Regions from separate parts of the Salvelinus alpinus genome. Here region 2 is linked to region 1. A link is a contact called in public Hi-C data. All regions are on one chromosome and are shown on one strand. Each heading gives the region's core, a stretch centred on a gene start, on an enhancer-like site or on the middle of the called end of the contact. The rest is flanking DNA. Distances are from core to core; before and after follow the strand shown.

What was found. A called contact is a pair of places that touch in the nucleus more often than the background predicts.
Region 2: a Hi-C map of muscle shows a contact between it and region 1, with 9 times the contacts expected there. The contact joins the promoter of gpam here to the promoter of med1 in region 1. A contact is called at or near these places in 2 of 3 Hi-C or Micro-C datasets (muscle and red muscle).

What each region holds. Positions count from the first base shown.
Region 1 is chr3:27,051,627-27,054,998 of SLU_Salpinus.1, forward strand. It overlaps med1 (mediator complex subunit 1), which reads left to right and starts at 1,609. Exons shown (of 16, transcript XM_071392353.1): 1 at 1,609-1,924; 2 at 2,715-2,821; 3 at 3,150-3,228. The coding sequence starts at 1,807.
Region 2 is chr3:27,254,589-27,257,715 of SLU_Salpinus.1, forward strand. It overlaps gpam (glycerol-3-phosphate acyltransferase, mitochondrial), which reads left to right and starts at 1,474. Exons shown (of 21, transcript XM_071392356.1): 1 at 1,474-1,654.

The DNA.
Region 1 (3,372 bases), core at 359-2,858:
ACTACAGGAAAAAAGAGGGGAGAGCACGCCCCCATCCACATCAACCTGGCTGTTGTGGACCGATCGAGAGCTTCAAGTTCATATCACTAAGTACTTAATGTAACCGATGTGAAATGGCTAGCTAGTTAGCGGTGGTGCGCGCTAATAGCGTGTCAATCGGTGACGTCACTTGCTCTGAGACCTTGAAGTAGTTGTTCCCCTTGCTCTGCAAGGGCCGCGGCTTTTGTGGCGCGATGGGTAACGATGCTTCGTGGGTGTCAGTTGTCAATGTGTGGAGAGTGTCCCTGGTTCGAGAACAGGTAGAGGCGAGGAGAGGGGCGGAAGCTATACTATTACATTAACATGGTCCACACACACCGCACAGTCGTGAAGCGGGCACGGCAGTGCCTCTTCCCCCTCAGGACGCTGAAAAGATCCTCAAAGAGTTAAACAGCTGCAACATCGAGACGAGAGCATCTTGACTGGCTGCATCAACGCTTGCTATAGCAAATGCACCATGTCATCTAGGACCTCTTTATCCGGCGGAGTCAGAGGAAGGCCCGAAAAATGGCCAAAGACTCCAGCAACCATTCAGCGCCTGTTCACTCTGGTATCATCTGGCAAACGGTCCAGAGCGTCAGCTCTCAGAACAACAGGCTCCGAAACAGCTTCTACCCCCAAGACATAAGACTGCTAAATAGTACATTAATGGTACCCAAACTAGCGGTACTGACTCTATCTTGCACTGACCCTACACACACTCACTAGACTATACACACCATATACTGTACACACTCACTCACACACTACACTGAAACTCTCACACAAAAATCCCACACATTCACATTTACAAGCATGTTGCTACACCCGCAATAACGTCTGCTAAATATGTGTATGTGATGGATAAAGTTTGAACACATTTGATTTGATACACATGCATACACACACGTTTATAGTCATCATTTGCGGCTGCTAACCTGTTATTTTATTTTACTCGTATTATTATCATCAATCCTGATGCCTACTATAGTCCCTTTACCCTGCCTTCATGTAAATATCTACCTCAAAAACCTCGTGCCTCTTACATTGATCTGGTACTCCCTGTATATAGCTCCATTCATGTGTAGCCTATCTTATTTTAGTTACTACTTTTTTTTTTTTTTTAAATGTGTTTTTATTTTTAACCCTGCATCGTTGGGAAGGGCTCGTGAGCAAGCATTTCACCGCAAAGTCTGCACCAGTTGTATTCGGCGCATGTGACAAATACAATTTGACGATATAATTTGAACAACGAGACCTCCGACACCGATAGAACAATGAGCCAGATGTTTCACCGGATATATACATCTGAAGCATGTGGTTGGTGTTTCCAAGAAGCCCAATGGCCGGCAGTGGGAGATGGAGCGAGATGGATTTTGACCGATATTCTGCTAAACATTTGATCTCAATACAGTTTTGTGTTCCCAAAAATAAAATATGTTACGAACAGAATGGACTACGTTTTGTAGACTTGACCTTTGCCAACGTTTTTATTCATTTTATTGCGTTGTTTAGGAGTGCAAGGGCTAATTTAGTTATTGCACACGCGCACTTCACAGGGTAGGAGTTCCCTAACGTAAAAACGCAAATACATGCTAGAATGCGCCAATAGGATCTGGCTAGCTAGTGCTTGGCTCTGCCCACCTTCTTATTTGCTCCCGTTCGAAACTACATGCTGTGGTCTATCTTGGGGTTAGTTATAACATCTTTGACAACGACGTCCCACCCACTACGGAAGTCCAGTGCGAAGCGACAGTGTAGCTAGCAAAAAGACGCTAGCTAGTGAAGATGGCGGCGGTTTCTATGCAGGGCTGTAGCCCAAACCCAGCAAGAGAACTTACCCTTTCAACACAATCTGGGGGGAACCAGGCTCTTGTAGATCGGGTAAAAGCTGAAGAAGGGACAGGTGAGTTGTATCATATATGTGCAATCGGAGCTAGTGTGGTTACGCTAGGGTCAGATATTTGTTGTCAGATCAGTCACAACAAGCTGAGAGCATGCTAATGGTAGCTAGGGTATTCGTGAGCTATATTAGCTACATAGCCAGCATTGTAGTTATCATGCTAGCTAGCTACTGTAATACATCATTATGTTTTTCTACGGGCAATTTGTATTTAAATACAGTACTGTTACTGCCAACTATATTAAATGTACCTGGATTAGTTAAGCGGACATTAGCTACCTAGCCACTTTCTTGTACTAGATACGTTGTAGGCAATCAAGTCCAAGCCAGTTGACCTAGTTCGCAACACAACCACCGTCCGAGAGTCATGCATGTATCTGCACCATTCTTATCAATAGTTCATTATGCAGATATAGACTGTCAGGCTTGGCTATTAATCTACCATACCCCCCCCCCCCCCCCCCCAAAGGACTTATTACATAGTCTACTCTAACTTCGATGCAACATTTCTACATTGTGCTGGACCCTCTTGAGAGCGCAATGTAAAAAAACTCAGTGAACTCTCTTGGTATCATCAAAGCTAAGCCTACTCCATCAATTCCACTGTGTTTACGTTTTGTGTAGGACACAATGTCAACAAATGATGTAGTTAGCTATGTAATTAGGATGTTATTAAAACTAGCTGATATTGTTCTCTTGGAATGTCAGTCATTGAACACTAAAGTGCTGTAATTCAAATTGAATGTTGTGTAACTTACAATCTCGCTCCGTTGTGCACCTTGTTTATTCACAGAAGCCGAGAAGCAGAGTCGCGTGAACGCTCTGTTGGAGAGACTCCATGCCAAACACAATGCCTCACGGCCTTGGCAGGAGACCAGCAAGGTGGTGCGCCAGGCTATGGTGAGAAGATGGAGAGCATGTGTGAATGAAATAATAAGAAAAGAGGAAATTATGGAATGCTAAATATATAGAGTTAGGAAAAGAGTGTTAATTGGTTCGGTTGCACACTTTATAGACTATGGAAGATATATTCAGGACATGCATACAGGTGGAAAAAGAGACTCTGGCTCACTGGCATTCTTGCATGCTCTACAATGTGATTAATGGATCTTAAAACCAACGTTTTAGTCAATAGAACTTCATTGGGGTGAACCCAAATATACATACATGAGTTAGAAAATCTTTACTCTCCTCTAATCCTTCCCCCCTCTTGTTTCTTCTGTCACAGGAGAAACGTGGTCAGATGAATGCGGCTGGTCACCAGCTCCTGCTCACCTGTCTAGAGACCCTGCAGAAAGCACTGAAAGGTGAGACCCCGAAGAGAGACTTTGTCTCTATTGATTGATCACTAAGACAACCTGTCCTATTCGTTGAAAGTGTTCCACGGGCACTTCTGCAATTGGATGCCAATAGCAAAATCCCGCCTGTATCTTCAGATTATTGACAGTTGA
Region 2 (3,127 bases), core at 224-2,723, 200 kb after region 1:
ATGAGAACTTGTTCTCAACTAGCCTACCTGGTTAAATAAAGGTTAAATAAAAAATATAAGTGAATTTGTCCCCTAAAATGGGGGGACTATGTACAAAAAGTGCTGTAGATTTCTAAACGGTTCACCCGATATGGATGAAAATACCCTTAAATTAAAGCTGACAGTCGGCACTTTAACATCATAGTCATTGTATCATTTCAAATCCAAAGTGCTGAAGTACAGAGCCAAAACAACAACAAAATTGTCACCGTCCCAATACTTTTGGAGCTCACTGTAACATGTAAGGTTAGAGAGCATAATATTAAGATCATGATGGTCAGGGACAGAATAGATTATAATCACCAATGTTCCTTTTTAGAGATCATTTGTGTTTACCTAAATCTTTCTGGGGACAACTCAACAAATGACAGAGCACACCTTTCATTTTAGCATGATGAGTATTGCTATACAACAGACTATTACAGGTGGCAACTACTGTAGAAAACACAAGATGCTACTGTATTTACATCTCATGGACTATTATTTCCCAGTATGACCAATTTCCATAAAACAAATATGTAGTTCTGCTATTTGTAACACTGTTGTTTCAATGATGAGTCAGTCTAGGTAAATCATTAGATCTGATGGCAAACATTTACCAAATCCACTCCACTCAATAGAATGTTCCATTGTTGTTTGATACAATAATTTTCAATGAGCATGTGAACGTTCCAACTTTTCTCCTTTATCCATAGAGATCCTAATAAATTACTATTAAGTATTCTAATTCCTAATTATATGCCTTTATCAGCCTGTGACCATTGACTCCTATTCAACAAGTTATATAAAGGTGTGAAAAACATAGAACGCTTCCGTAGAGGCTATCATATATCAATTTGATCAGGGGCTTGTAGGGAACAATTTAGCACCGTCAAACCTTTGCCACCCCAAAGGGAACATTTTCAAACTCTCGCGGGAGCCATCTTTCCTGCAATGGATTTTTTTTTCTTGTTGTTCACCCGGTACAGTAGGTGGCGGCAATACACCAGTATGAAATAGATTTCTAACTAACCTACTTTGTTCAATAGATTGTAGCACAGAAAAAACAATGAGCCAGATATTTCACCGGATGTAAAAATGTGAAGCGACCGGTTCCCGTTTCCACTCACTACCAAATATGGTGATGAGCGGAAGCCCAGTGGCCGGCAGTGGGAGAAGATGGAGCGAGATGGATTTTGTCTGCCATTCTGCATATTTTCGCATATATTAAACATTTGATCTCCTTACAGTTTTCTGATTCCGAAACTAGAATCTGTAACAAACCGAGTGGACTGAGTTTGGAAGAGTTTGCCAAAGTAAAAAAGGCGTTAAGGAGTGCATGGGCGAATTGAGTTGTTGTACACGTGCACTTTACATAGTAGGCGTTCCCTAATGGAAATATGCAAATAAATGCTAGAACACGCCAATAGGATCTCACCTCTCGTGTTTGTCTCTGCCCACCTTCTTGCTTATTCGGCCAACTAGGATTAATTTTCTGCCATTGGAAACGACAGGCTCTGGTCTATCTTTAAAAAAATCTTTGATGATAGTCTGCCATTAACTCTCGAAGAAGAACATTGCGCCAACGGGGGTATATTCACAAGACATGGTGGTGCAGCTAGAGGTCGTATACAAGGTAAGACTGAGAAACTTTTTTATTTAAATATTAACGCTAGCTAATATTGTGTTGGCTTGTACCACGACGTTGATTAAACGGTTCGGTGCGGTTGCCTGCGGGTTTCTGTATAGTCGTTCTAGCCATTATGCTAGCTAGCTAAACTAACGGTAGCTAGCTAGCCTGAGTGAATGGTGTGAATTAGGTTGACCATTGAATGAAATAGCGTCATAGTACTAGCTTATGTTAGCTTAACGTCAACTGGTTTTGTCTAGAAGGTTACAGATTTTGTCAAAATTTACTTTAATAACCGGTTTAGGAGGATTTCCATGCACTATCGGCTGCCTAGGCAACTTCTATTTTACGCAGCAGGTTATAATTATTAACGTATTATGTTAGGATCATTAGGATAACAAGGTCAGGAAGAGGGTTAAGTTAGCTCAAATGCAAAAACTATTTTCGACGTAATTTGACAAAAGCTCTATCCCATCTAAACAACCGAGCCAACTGTGATTTGATGACCAGGCAACAATGTGAGCTAGCCTGTGCTGTATAGCTAAACACTGCACCTGTCCTTGCCTATGCAATTTACTCAGCCATGAAGCTACTTCACACGTCACTTTTATGTTCACTATAACAACTTGCGAAATCATTTTTGTTAAGATTTCATTATCATCCCCCACCATGGCATCTGTCTTGTCCGGCTTCATTTGACCTGTTTAGTGAAGATTAACAGGCAGTTTGTGAGTCGGATTAACCTAGTTAGTAGCCACCCACGCATGGATAAGATGTTTTGGCATGCAAACGACCTACTCAGCGTTCCCTTTCTAGGAAGAAAACATTAATGTATGTTCATGAGTCCAATAAGCGATGTGTGCAGTACCTTTCATATGTATGCCTAGCTTGCAAGATGTGTGAAAGGTCAATGTACAACATCTATAATTTTTTATTTGACCTTTTATTTAACTTGGCAAGTCAATTTAGAACAAATTATTATTTTCAATGACTGCCTTGTTCAGGGCAGAACGACAGATTTGTACCATGTCAGCTCAGGGATTTGATCTTGCAACCTTTCGGTTACTAGTCCAACGCTCTAACCACTAGGCTACCTGCCGCCCCATACGTCCTTTCAATTGAAGCATTAATAGGATTAATGATAATAGCTCTCTTAGATTGTTTTGTAAATATTGATGGCCACAGGCAATTCATATGCCTATACCAGGATCAGTGAAGCGTCCATACGTGTTAAGATTTCTATGAGCAAAGTCCCAAACCCCTGTTTGCCCTGCTTTTTTGGGGCAGGCGTAAGTGAAACCAGATTAGTATATATTTTAACAAAAACAAAACACCTTCAAAAATGTTATGAAGCCTGTGTTTGGTGTTATGATGGTAGTCCTACCATCAATAATTTCCTCACCACCCCTGTTTGAACATGGCAGGCCATTGACCTTTGCAAACCCAGCAGAATTCTAGTCACACTTCTGTCATCAATGT